2 separate regions of the Rattus norvegicus genome follow, and region 1 is linked to region 2. Evidence: chromatin contacts called from public Hi-C data. All regions are on one chromosome and are shown on one strand. Each heading gives the region's core, a stretch centred on a gene start, on an enhancer-like site or on the middle of the called end of the contact. The rest is flanking DNA. Distances are from core to core; before and after follow the strand shown. Region 1 holds the start of Eif3i (eukaryotic translation initiation factor 3, subunit I). Region 2 holds the start of Bsdc1 (BSD domain containing 1).

Region 1 (7,259 bases), core at 361-2,860, 140 kb before region 2:
CCCTAACGCTGCAACCCTTTAATTCAGTTCCTCATGTTGTGGTGACCCCCAACCATAAAATTGTTTTCATTGTTATTTCACAACTGTAACTTTGCTACACTTATGAACGGTGATATAAATATCTGACATTTGGGATATCTGGTATTAGGCCCCTTTCCAGTTACTACTCAGTTTGAGAACCCGGGTTCTAGCTTATGCCATTCCCCCAGGGGGAGGGATGGCTACAAATGCTCAGGGAACACTCATGTGTTGGGTTTTTGTTTGTTTGTTTGTTTGTTTTCTTCTTTTTTCTTTTTTTTCGGAGCTGAGGACCGAACCCAGGGCCTTGCGCTTGCTAAGCAAGCGGTCTACCACTGAGCTAAATCCCTAACCCCACACTCATGTGTTTGAGGACTCTTTAGAGCAAAGAGAGAAACACAGTCAATGTACTCTATTGCCTTAAATATCCTCTCCCTCGTCCTGGCCAGTTCCCATCTTTCCTTGAGTGACAGTGTCACCCCTTCCAGGAAGCCCACTCCCTGTCCTCCAACTCCCATCTCTCTCAGAGTTCACACAGTACTTTATCTGTACCCCTCAGAGTGCTGCATATCTAGCTAGCTTACATCGGCAGCTATGGCTTGTAGGCAGTTCATTATAGCCTTCCTTAGGTACAACTCCAGGGCAAAGAAAGCTTCTGGAAATGCTCCAAATCGTTATATAATTGATAGGGTGACAATGACATTAAGAGCCTGGCCGTGGCAGCGCCTTTAATCCCAGCACTCGGGAGTCAGAGACAGGCTGATCCCTGAGTTCGAGGCTAGACTGTTCAGGATAGTCAGGGCTACACTGAGAAACACAGTCTCAAAAAAAAAAAAAAAAAAAAAGTCATAGATTGAACATGTACGCTGTACTAGGCCCAATGCTAAGTGTTTTGCGTCTTACCTCAATTCTTCTATCTGCCCTATACATGGGTTATCATTAAAATTTCCATTTTACGGATGATGAAACTGAGACTCACAGGGGATAAATGAGCTTCCAGGAGCTTCTAGTGAGTAGGAGGTGGGCTGAGAATCTGGCCGACCAGCGACCAAACACTCAGCGGCTCCTCCCGAGCGTACGCACCTCAGTATTCAAGAAGAGAGCCTTCATCTCCCCCACCAGCTGCCGGGCCCATGTCCGCTCATGCACCTGCTGCAAGCCGGAGGAGGCCCGCTTCAGCAGTGGCTGCGTGCCACCCCATAGTGCAGCCACCAGCACCAGAGCAAGCACCTGCCCTGAAAGCAAAGGGTCAGAAAGTCACCCCGGCCCTCTCCTGCTTCCTCCAGCCCGGCTGACCGGCTCCATCTCCCTCCCGCGCTCTCCGCGCCGGGCAGCGATAGGTCGGGAGGACCGGCCGGCAAAACGGCGGAAGTGAGACCGGGAGACCAGGGTGCGTGGTTTAGCATTCCTGCGATTCAGGGATGCCAGGGGAGTGAGAAGAGATTCTCCGAGTTGGAGAGTCGGAGCCCGCAGAGGGGCGGGGCCAGCTACCCACCCAAGGATGCCGCCATGGAAACGCCGGGCCCTTCTACTTCCGGGAGCGAGAGGGCGGAGTCCTCACATCCGGAAGTCGCCCCAGTCTTCTTCCGGTCCTACTCACATTGCCTCTCTCCTCGCGTCACCGCCAGGATGGTGAGTTCCAGGCACGCTGTGCTGCTGTCGGGGGTCCTCAGTAGACTTGGGACAGGGTTTCAGGCACTGACACTCCGGTTCTGTCCTCACAGAAGCCCATCCTGCTTCAGGGCCATGAGCGGTCCATCACGCAAATCAAGTACAACCGCGAAGGAGACCTCCTTTTCACTGTGGCCAAAGACCCCGTGAGCGACTGCGCGAGGGCGGGAGGGCCGGGCGGGGCACCGGGGGGAGCGAGTTCGCGCCGCCGGGACAGAGGGTGAGGTGAACAAGGTTTGCTGCCGGAGGGATATTTCTCTGAAAAGCAGGGAAAACCACCCATAACCGGAGTAGGGTAGCGACAGCATTCTGCCAGGAAAATCTGGAAGATGTTGGTGGATGAAAGGAAAGAGTACCCAGGGAGAAGAAAATTAAGAGATTGAAATTTAACCCTTCTAAACTACAGTTTTCCCTTTTAGTAAAACATGGAAGCTTTTAGTAGCTCCCCCAGCAAGTGAGGTCATTCTTCTAAATAGTTTTGCACCGCACCTCATGTATGTTAGTCGCTTATATTTTAAGGTTCATAGACATGGTTTTATTGGAGCGTCACAGCTGCCCTTTGAAGAAAGCTGTTAACAGGGGTGGGGTATCTATCCAAGCTGGCCTGAACCTCTCCATCTTCCTGCCTCAGCCTCCTGGTCTTAGGAATACAAATGTGTGCTACCACGTACAGCTCCTCCCAGTGCTTTAAAAAAAAAATTATATATATTTTGTGTGTGTGTAATCATTTTATTTTATGTGTATGGGTGCTTTCCTGCATGTGTGCGTCTGGTACCTGAGAAGGCCAGAAGATCCCCTGAAACTGCAGCTACAGATTGTTGGTATCGTGTGGGTGTTGGGAATCGAACCCATGTCGTCTGGAAGAGCAGCCAGTATTCTTTAAGCTCTGAGCCATCTCTTCAGCTCTCATAGCCATTTAAAGGAAAGAAGCCCTGTATTTAAGATGACAGGGTGAGCTAGTGACAAAGCACCAGAGCCCATGCGTCCTTACTGTCATCTGTAGTCAGCTGAACAGGACCTGAAAGATTTTTTTAGGCTGGAACTCAATCTTGTCTTGGACTCCTGAATCCAGACAAAAGCGTATGAGGGTGCTGTGGCAGGCCTGGCTCTTCTGCCGCTTATGTTAGGAACGGAGGAGAACCCAGGAGCTGGTCTTTTATCAGCTCTCTAATAAATGAGCAGAAGGCTGGCTTGGCTCGAGCCTACCGAGGGTTTGAGTGCAAGCTAAGCTATTGATCTTTCCGGGATGTGACCCGTCCTGTCATTTTACTCTTTCCAGATCGTCAATGTGTGGTATTCTGTCAATGGCGAGAGGCTAGGCACCTACATGGGCCACACTGGAGCTGTGTGGTGTGTGGATGCTGACTGTATCCTTTTTGCCTGCCGTGGGTCAGCCAGCCTTGGAGATGCTGGCTTTGAGGTTGTGGCTTTGGCATGCTATGGTGGTCTAGAGAATAACACTCTCTACTCCGGGGTGCTTCATCCTGTGGGAAACTAGGACACGTTCAGGTTCTGGAATTCAAAGGTCAGGTCGCTCTGAGGTAAAAGTGAGAAAGGCTCTTTGGGACGGAACTGGGAGATGGGGGCTAGGTGAACTGTTGTCATTTTCTTTTGTATGTATGTATATGTGTATGTGTGGTGAATCTGTGTGAACAAGTGCAGGGACGAATGGAGGCCAGAAGTCAGCATCTGGTCTTGTCTTAAGTTATTTGCAACCTTTTTTTTAACATTTTTTCTTTTCCCTAAAGATTAGTTCTATCTGTACGGGAGTTTTGCCTGCATATGTGTCTGTGCACCATGTGTGTGCAGTGCCAGCCATTTTCTTTAAAATGACAGAGGGCATCAGATCCCTTAGAACAGGAGTTACAGATGGTTGGGAGCCACCGTGTGGGTGATGGGAACCTAACCTGGGTCTTCCGGAAGAGCAGCCAATGCTCTAATCAATGAGCCACCTATCCCAGCTTTGTTTGTTGGGTTGGTTTTTGGTTTTTTGTTTGTTTTTGTTTTGGTTGGTCTGTTTTCAAGACAGGGTCTCACTATGATAGTGTTGACTCTCCTAGAAATCCCTGTAGACCAGGCTGGCCTCAGAGATCCACCTGTACCTGCTTCTCAAGGAAGGATTAAAGACATGTGCCACCACTGTCTGGCTCCAACTTGTGTTTTGAGACAAAAACAACTTTTCATTGAGTCTATAGCTCCCTGATTAGCTAGAATTGGCCAGCCAGTCACTGAACTTCCTGTCTTCATCTCTCAGCACGGGAATTGCAGCCACACTAAAGTCTCTCTGTGGGTGCTGGGGATCTGAACTGAGGTTCTCAGGTTTGCACAGAGCATTTTACCTGTTAAACGTCTCCCAGCCCTAGTCATTCTTTTTTTCTGTGTCTAGAAGTGATTTGCCTGGTGTTTGTATGTATGTGTGCTTGGTGCCCTTGAAAACCACACTTGGGCATTAGATCCCCCTGGAACTGGAGTTGGGAGCCACCATGTAGCTTCTGGGATTCTAACCTGGACCCTCTGGAAGAGCAGCCAGTGCTCTAACCACTCAGCATCTCTCCAGCCCAAGTCATGTTTCTTAACATCTTTCTCAGGGGACACCAAGCATGTCCTTACTGGCTCAGCTGACAACAGCTGTCGTCTCTGGGACTGTGAAACAGGTAAACCTGGGTTATTCACTTTTTAGCAAAAGTGGCCAACGACAGTTTACCTGTCTAAGCAAAGACAGTGTACCTGTCTAAGCAAATATAATATGTTCAGGAAAACTAGAGACAAGTTCATAGGTGGTTTCTAGTCTAGAGAGTAAGAGACAACAGACAGAACAGCAAGGAACGTAGCTGGGAAAAGAAGCTTACATCAAGATAAAAAGCCATGTTCACGGAAGGCCAGAAAGGGACAGCGCGCCTCCTAGGGTGGAGATGAGTGACCCTGATGGGCTCCTCAGGGTCACTGTTCACTGAGCTGGAGCCTTCATTAGCAGGAATGTTTTATTAAGTAGAATTAATTGAAGATTTATGTATTTTATGTTTATGGATGTTTTGTCTGTGTGTACATTAGCATACCAGGAGATGGCTTTGCATCCCATAGGACCACAGTTACAGACAGCTGCGAGCTGCCATGTGGGTCCTGGGAATCGAGTGCAGGACCTCTGGAAGAGCAGCCAGCACTTTGAACTGCTACACCGTCTTTCCAGCACAACTTCTCTATTTTTAACTTTACATGTATGTGTGTGTTTAGCCTACATGTAGATCTTGTGTACTGTGTATGTACAGAGCCCATGGCATCCAAAGGAAGGCATCAGATCTGACTGGAGTTAGAGAAAGCTGTGAGCCACCTGTGGGTGCAGAGAATTAAACCCGCATCCTCTGTAAGAACAGGCTGTGCTCTTAGTCACTGAACCATCTCTCCAGTCAAGGCTTAAGATTTTTTTGTTTTGTTTTTAAATTACTGATTGATTGATTGATTGATTGATTGGTTGATTGATTGAATGATTGACTTTTTAGAAATAGGATTTCTTTATGAAGCCCTGGCTGTCCTAGAACTCACTCTGTAGACCAGGCTAGCCTTAAACTCAGAGATCTACCTGTCTCTCCCTCCAGAGTGCTAGGATTAAAGGTGTGAGCCACCACTGCCCATCTAGGATTCGGTTATTAAGAAAGAACTTGTTTAGTTAAACTTGGCCCAGTGAGGAGTTTGATGAGCAGGGAAAAGCAGCGCAATGGTGGGTTTGAGCAAGCAGAAGAGCAAACAGGAGGGTAGAGGAGGCTAAAGGAGGGGAGGGGAGGGGAGGGGCTCGCATGGGCACGCATGGGATGGCTCTGTATCATTCTGGCTGCTGAGGGATTGCTGTGCATCTGCTTCTGTGGGGGTGCTGGGGAGGAATGGAGTCTGAGGGGGAGACTTAGCATGGAACCCACTGTGCCTAGAGCCACATTAGCAGGATTCATGGGAAGCACTACTGAGAGGATAGAAGGAAGCTAAAGAGCAGCAGCGGGCAGGAGCGATGACCTGCAGTTATCAGGGAAGGATGCTGAGACTGGTGGCTGAGTGGCAGGTCCACCCTGTGCATTACCAGAGTGACACAGACTGTGCCTCTCCAGGGAAGCAGCTGGCCCTACTCAAGACCAACTCAGCCGTGCGGACCTGTGGCTTTGACTTTGGGGGCAACATCATCATGTTCTCCACAGACAAGCAGATGGGGTATCAGTGTTTTGTGAGCTTCTTTGATCTGCGGGATCCAAGCCAGATTGGTGAGGATAGGATTGGAGGGCTGAGGTGGGAGTGTGGTTTCAGATCCCCCGGCCTGACCCCTGCTGCTCTGCACAGACAGCAACGAGCCCTACATGAAGATCCCCTGTAATGATTCCAAGATCACCAGTGCTGTTTGGGGTCCCCTGGGGGAGTGCATCATCGCAGGCCACGAGAGCGGAGAGCTCAACCAGTACAGCGCCAAGGTAAGGCCGGGTGTTATCAGACATTAGGTAGTGGGAGTGTGTCACCGGACACTGAGGGACATGTAATAGTGAGCCCAGACAAGCATCTCCTGCCTCTAGAGAGTGCTATGTCCTATGGGAGGTTCTAGGAAACAGAATTAGACGCCAGCTTAAAAACAGTACGGGCACAAGTCAGGATAAGTTGACACCACAATAGAGATTTCAGCTGAGTAAGAGTAGCATTGGCCGCTCTCACAGAGATTCCAGCACCCCGGGGCAGCCCAACCCGTCCTTAATCCAGTTCAGGGGTTCTCAAACCCTCTGGCCCCTAAGCACCAGGCATGCATGTGGAAGACACATTGCATGTGTACCTGTGCCCATGTGCACACATACAAAGGCACAATACGTGTAACACATAAAATAAAAACGAATAAATCTTTAGCTTCCAGCAGGAAGATCTTCCACAGGCAACAGAAATAGAAGCAAAAATTTGGGGATGTAGCCCAGTGGAAGAACACTTACCCAGCTAAGGCCCTGACACGTTTAATCCCAGCAGTTGGGAGGCCACGGCAGGTAGATCTGAGTTTGAGATCAGCCTGGTCTACAGAGCCAGTTCCAGGCCAGCCAGGCACGCATAGTGAAACTTAGTCTCAAAAAAGAAAGGAGGGGATTGGGGATTTAGCTCAGTGGTAGAGCCCTTGCCTAGCAAGCGCATGGCCCTGGGTTCAGTCCTCAGCTCCAAAACAAAAAAAAAAAGAAAAGAAAAGAAAAAAAAAAGAAAGGAAATTGCAACTGCGCGTGGACCGACCTTAGACAGCTTGGTGGGGCTGTGCCTCACATTGAAAAAATGCAAGCCATCTGGGCCTGGAGAGATGACTTGATGGTTAAGAATACTTGCTGCTCTGGCAGAGGACCTGAGTTCTTTTCCCAGCACCCATTCGGCAGTTCACAGCTATCTGTGACTCCAGTTCTAGGGGATTCAAGGCTCTCCTCTCAGCTGTGGGCACAGACACATGTATATATACACATGCAGGCACACACCCATCCACAAAATTGTTTTAATTAAAAAGAGCCGGGGGGGGGGGGGGGTTGGGGATTTAGCTCAGTGGTAGAGCGCTTACCTAGGAAGCACAAGGCCCTGGG
Region 2 (6,373 bases), core at 3,461-5,960:
TAAGTGAACAATGAGGTAAGAAACTGGCCTTAGCAGTTAAGTCATCCTCTTCTGGAGGACCCAATTCCATTCCCAGCACCTACAAGGTGGCTTATCACCATCTGTAACCCTAGTTCCAGGGCAGCCAGCATCTTCTTCTTCTGTCTTCCATGGGGAATGCATGCATGTGGTGCATAGGTATACAGTAGGCAAAACACCCATACATATCAAATAAATAAATAAATAGGTTTTTAAAAAATGTGTATTAGTGTTTAGTCTGTATGTCTTTGTGGGGGTGTCAGACCCCCTGGAACTGGAGTTACTGACTGTTGTGAGCCACCATGTGGTTGCTGGGTATTGAACTCAGGACCTCTGGAAGAGCAGCCAGTGCTCTTAACCGCTGAGCCATCTCTCCAGCCCCATAAATAAATATATGGAAGAAATCAGTAGTTTAAGGCCATTTTCTGATATGTAATCAATTTGAGACTACTGTAGGCTATTTGAAATGGAAAACAGAAGGAGAAAACCAAATAGGTTAAAAATAAGGTATCCTGGGGCTGGGGATTTAGCTCAGTGGTAGAGCGCTTACCTAGGAAGCGCAAGGCCCTGGGTTCGGTCCCCAGCTCCGAAAAAAAGAACCAAAAAAAAAAAAAAAAAAAAAAAAGGTATCCGGACCGGCAATCAGGACCGGCAAGAAAGCTCAGTGGGTGAAGGCACATGCTGCCAAGTCTAATGGCCTAGAGTCAGGAGGACTGACTCCCACAGTTGCCTTTTAACCTGCCACACATGCATATACATGCACGCACAAGAACATATAGATACATTAACACAATTATTTAAAAATAATATTTAGTTGGCCCACATTTTTTTCCCTAAAGAAAGTAGACATAAAGGTACATCACCCAAATGTTAACAACAGCTACCTTCATGCGAAGGGAGTCCTTTTATTTACACACACACACACACACACACACACACACACACACACACACACACGCGCGCGCGCGCTACCTCTGTTTTTTTTTTTTTTTTTTTTTTAAAGATTTAATTTATTTTATATATATGAGTACACTGTAGCTGTCGTCAGACACACCAGAAGAGGGCATCAGGTCTCATTACAGATGGTTGTGAGCCACCATGTGGTTGCTGGGAATTGAACTCAGGACCTCTGGAAGAGCAGTCAGTGCTCTTAACCGCTGAGCCATCTCTCCAGCCCCCACCTCTGTTTTCTACAATGCATAGCTTTGCTCATGGAACACATTATAGACAGGGGAAAACTTTTACTCTATAGCTTATCTGCTTGACAAACAAGTCCCTCAAGGTGGGAGGAAAAGTATCATTTTCTTCCCACATGGTAAAAATGAGAGAAAAGTTGAGAGTGCCCACCCGGCTCCCAGAGCAGACCAACCCGTGAGGGCAGTCAGTCAAGGTGTGGTAGTACTCACGGCCAGCCTCTCCTTCACCACACTGGCCGTGGCTGCTATGGTGCAGGCCGTGTCATGCTGTACCACCTGGGTAAACTCTGTCAGGTCGCGCTTCATGAACTCCAAAGCTTCAGTGGACTATGGAAAACAGAGAGAAGGACCAAGCTGGCAGATTCCATCATCCCCTGTGTCTGGGCCTCTTCGGCACCAGACAGATATGTGGGAATATGAGTGAAGTAAGAGCCAAGTGCTGGGATTAAAAGAGCCTTTTTTTAAAAAAATCCAAGAAGAGTGGATCCCCCCATCCACCCCACCCCAGGCAAGGGCTCAGTTCCACTGTTCTGGGTTTTGTTCACCACTCATTAAGTTTCTTTGGAATGACTGACATTTGCCCCTATCTAACTGACCTGTTTCAGAGCTAGTTTGAGCCAGCTGGTCCTCTGCTGCCTGCTATGTCTAACTTCCTTATGTCATACTTGCCAACTCCAAGATAACTTCCTGGAGCACCTGTGCTCACCTCCTCCCCCCCTTCCTGTCCTCTCGCTTCATGTGGGATCAATCACCTGCATGTTTTGTATGGAGGCTTTCCATGCAGGCTGATCCGTCTACCTCCTCCTCCCTTCCAAGGGCTGAGATTACAGATCTGCACCATCATGCCCGGCCAAAGCATGTTTTTGAGTATTCTGTTTTTTTATTTTGTTTTTCCTAGGATGGGGCTGCTTACTTCTGACCTGGCATGACCGAGTGGGACAATAAGGAACCACTAAGAGGGTGAAGCAAGTGGAACACAGTGAGATTTTTCATTTTTAATGTGTCACTCTAGGGATTGGCACAGTCTTAGCCATTCAGAGTCAAGGTGACCATAAGATAGCTGGGTAGTTGTCTGGTAAGAGCTACCCTTAAGCACCAAAGGGTCTAAAGAAAGAAACAGGAATCACCCCTGAGGAGAGGTGCACAGTGAGAGTGTAGAACACACACACTTGTGAGCTGAGGACAAAGATCTTCAGAGTCCCATCTTCAAAGGGCAGGCAGAGAAACGTGAGCTCAACAGTCAGGAAAGAAAAATCTGGACAAGTGTGTGGAGAACTGGGAGAGAGTTTCAACAGAAGTTGAAAGAGTGACAGTTCAAAAAAGGGGGGAGTAGGGTGGAGTGGGGAGCATCTTAGTGTCAACTAACTGCTACAGAAAGTTCCAGAAAGATAAGGGCTAGAGTACCCAGTGGAGCTGGCAAGTGTGAAATATGTGTTATTACAGATAAGTGTGCAGGTGGTGGCTTCAGGGGTGGGGAGGGAGCGACCCAAAATCAAGCCTATTGACGTCATATTTTTAAAGTATGCCAGGCTGCTGGACACAGACTTGAGGAAAGAGTTTCTGAAGGGGGAGAGAAAAATATGAGGAAGGAAAGTTCTGGGGGTGGTGGTGGTAGTGGTGGTGCCCAGACTCAGTGGGACCAGGACATCTGCATTGGGGGGCACAAAGCAGCTGAGCCTTCTCTGATGCTGTGTCTGTGCTTGTGCTTGGATGCATAGGGTGGGTGTACAGGAGGCTCAGGGCAGGAGCAGGAAGGAAGCAGAGGAAGGCAGATTATAGGGCCCTCTCAGAAGTTGTAGGCTCTGGGTCAATGTCTGCTAAGACAGCAGGGAACAGACAGACCCAAATGGAGCAGGGATAGCCAGTAGCAAAGGAGCAAGGGAAAAGTAGAAGAAAAAATTGCTCACTCCCTTACAAAGAGCGAGTGCCTGTATAGCACCTAGAGTGTTATTGTCTCAGTGTTCTATTATCATTTAATCCTCATGGCATCCATTAGATAGTGATATTTCACTTTACAGGTGAGGGAATGAAGCCTAGAAAGGTAAAAACAAAAACAAACACACCAAAGCTTGCCTTTAATCTCAACACTCTCAAGGCAGTGGGAAGTGGATCTCTGTGAGGTTGAGGCCAGCCTGCTCTACATCAGGGTTCCAGGGCAGCCAAGAGCTACATATACAATGAGACCCTGTTTCAAAACAAAACAAAGCACCACCACCGCTAACAACAACAAAATAATTTGCCCAAGTTCCCAGAAACATAAGGAACTAAAGGGAGAGATGTTCCGATATCAGCCTCAAAACACACAGGAAGTCCTCATGCAATACCTGCTAAATACCACACTTTCTTTGCATGGCTCTTTGAAGTATCACATTAATTCTTAGCATAAAGTCCCGTCTCTTATGTTCAACAAAACAGCCAGCACAGGGAATTCTCAGGTGTGCTGGGCTGTAGCTAGAGAGGGGGCAATTCAGGAGAACCCAGACCAAGGAGAAAGCAAAAAACAAGCAAACAAACAAACAACTGTTCCTAAAGTACTGGGCTGATTTGGGATCAGAAGCCTCTTAGAGTCTGCCTTGAAGCATGACTCACTTCATTGGCTTGAGGTAAATAGTAATTAGTTATTCCACCATTTAGTTGAGCAGCTTTTAAATAAAGTATTGTGGGATAAAACAGGAACACCAACTGGCATTGCCTACTACAGGGAGAAGCGTTAGTCACATTGTAGGGATTACTTAGCCAGCCAATTCCCCAGGTCTCCACTCTTAGGCTGTATCCCCTTCCCTTTGCAAACAATTCACATAGGCAACATCAGCCAATGGCAATCCGCATCTCTACCAGGATTCTTGCTTTTCACCTTCTTTGCCACACCTTCCTTGGCATGCTCATGACTTCCTAGCCTAGACAAGATGTTAGGTACTTCCCTTTCACGGTATTCACAACAGTGTCTTCCCAACCTGCCTGAGAGTAGTGATTGTCATATACTCTAATATTTAAATTGCTGTTTAAGAGTAAGGTGTTGTTAGCGGTGGTGTTTTACTCTTATCTTTTAAATGGCCTCACAGAAGCTCGACAAATCCAGGCAGAGGCTAGCTAGGGTTGGTTGCAAGGAGACGACCGCGGTGCCCCGCCGAGAGAAAGGTGCTGGCCCGGCTTACCTTCTCTTTGACTGCCTGGTAGCTCTGCTGCAGCCAGCTCCGCCACCACCCCACGTCCTCCCTGTGGAAGACAGACACATCTGACGGCCCTGCCTGCTTTGCGACTCCTGCCCCAGCCTCCGCTGTGGCCGGCGGATGAGGCTTCTCGGGCCTCTTTCCCATCCCCTCGCACCACGCCTCCACTCTGCCCTTTCAGCTCGGTCCGCACTCTCACTGGCAGCCTGTCCCCAATAGGGGACCCTGGATCAGTACCCCAACCCTTGAATAACCCAGGCCCCAACGCCAGAAGGCGGAACGACAAGCTCACCCTTCCGCCATCTTGCCAGCATGACATCACCACTATTTACCGACCTTTGACTTTCGACACGGCACCGCCCCCTCAAACTCCGCCCCCAAGAGCGCGCCCCAATCTTAACACAAGCGCAACTCTCCGCCTTATCCCCGCCCCCTACATCAATTTGTCCCTCCTTTGTCCAATCCGTGACCCAAATTCGATTTGTCCCGCCTCTAAACTCTCGAACCAATTGTGTTTTAGATTGTTCTTGCGTCCCACCAACCAGCGGCTAGCTTTCCCGGTAGTCCCTGACTACAGTGGCCTCTCTGGGCCAAGTTTGGCAGTGGTTAGACCGCCAATTGGAAGGAGAGGAGAGGAAAAGGGGCGGGGTTCCAACGTCGAGTTCTTAGAACCTAGTATTAGGACCGCCCCCCTTTGTGAAACCAGCAGCTTAGCTGCTGCTTAATGTTCTGCTGCAGGCTAATTCAGCAAGCTCAGAGTGCGGACCTCTCTCTGAGCAAGGCTGTGGGGGAGACTCCAGAGGCTAATTTAAGCTATCCTCCGGATGACTCCCAGTATCATTTGGAGTGGCAGATACACATTCAATTATCACAACAATAAGCCCAGTTTAAGAAAACGTGAGCTGAGTGTGTTCGGAAAAATCCTGAGGCCGACTGATAGAGGGGAATTGAGGTCTATTGAGTTGTGGAAGGGGGATTTACAAAGATCCTGTGGCCCTACCTACTACAGCAATCAACACAAACCCCACCCTCACTCCCGACCGGAGTTTGACTCCCCTCCTAGAAGGTCACACCTTAGTTAAGGTCATCTCTGCTACCTGATCCCATAGCTTCTTACCTGCCTGAGGAACAAGCTATTCTAATTCTCCCAGTGTTCCCCAACGCCTCTCATCTAACTCTTCTTTAAAAAGATTGTTGCTGGCATTTCTCCTGTTGAAAAGACTCACAAAACGCACCCTTTCCCCTTTAAACGAGACAAGCTTGCCGGTAGCCAGGACTGGCTTGGAATTTGTGTAGTGAAGCTGGCTTCCAACTGTCTTGGTCAACTACTCCAGGCTAAGAGTAAAGCTGTGCACCTGTGTCCCTTTTGACACCACACTACTTCCCTGATTCTCTATGGTGGAAAAACTCCTATCCTAATTATTTAAAGCCTCCCGATTTTTTTCTTTTATTGTGATTTGTATTATTTTTTCAGTCAGGTTTTTGCTTCTCACAATCGATTGAAGGAAGTTTCGTCCCCAAGATCGATGGCTAATTTTCTATTCTCCTATTCGAACCATTAATATCTTACATGACACAGTTGCCACAGTGCCTCCTTTCTAAAGACTTTGTTCTAGGGCTGGAGAGATGGCTCAGCAGTTAAGAGCACTGACTGATCTTCCCGAGGTCCTGAGTTCAATTCCCAGCAACCACATGGTGGCTCACAACCCTCTGTAATGGGATCTGATGCCCTCTTCTGGTGTGTGTGAAGACAGCTACAGTGTACTTACCTATAATAAATAAATAAATCTTAAAAAAAAAAAAAAAAAAGACTTTGTTCTAAGGACTTTCAGGACATCAAGCCCTCCTGACCTGCCCTCTGGAATCTGCTCCACACAGATTTTTGTTTGCTTCTAGAATGTCCAAGAACTCAGTTTTTGGCTCTCTTTTTTCTATCGAATGATCATCCCTCAGATGACCTCAAATCTCAAGATTTTGAAAGCCACCTAT

Evidence for each region. Hi-C and Micro-C count contacts between places; a contact is called where the count stands out from the background.
Region 1: a Hi-C map of prefrontal cortex shows a contact between it and region 2, with 3 times the contacts expected there. The contact joins the promoter of Eif3i here to the promoter of Bsdc1 in region 2. A contact is called at or near these places in 4 of 12 Hi-C or Micro-C datasets (Schwann cells, kidney, mammary epithelial cells and 1 more).

The regions. Positions count from the first base shown.
Region 1 is chr5:147,221,261-147,228,519 of GRCr8, reverse strand. Eif3i (eukaryotic translation initiation factor 3, subunit I) reads left to right here and starts at 1,610. Exons shown (of 11, transcript NM_001115035.1): 1 at 1,610-1,650; 2 at 1,743-1,835; 3 at 2,969-3,056; 4 at 4,278-4,343; 5 at 5,784-5,933; 6 at 6,010-6,137. The coding sequence starts at 1,648. It overlaps Tmem234 (transmembrane protein 234), which reads right to left and starts at 1,565. Exons shown (of 5, transcript NM_001399192.1): 1 at 1,514-1,565; 2 at 1,102-1,253. The coding sequence starts at 1,529.
Region 2 is chr5:147,081,658-147,088,030 of GRCr8, reverse strand. It overlaps Bsdc1 (BSD domain containing 1), which reads right to left and starts at 4,710. Exons shown (of 11, transcript NM_001106636.1): 1 at 4,677-4,710; 2 at 4,370-4,430; 3 at 1,425-1,541. The coding sequence starts at 4,687.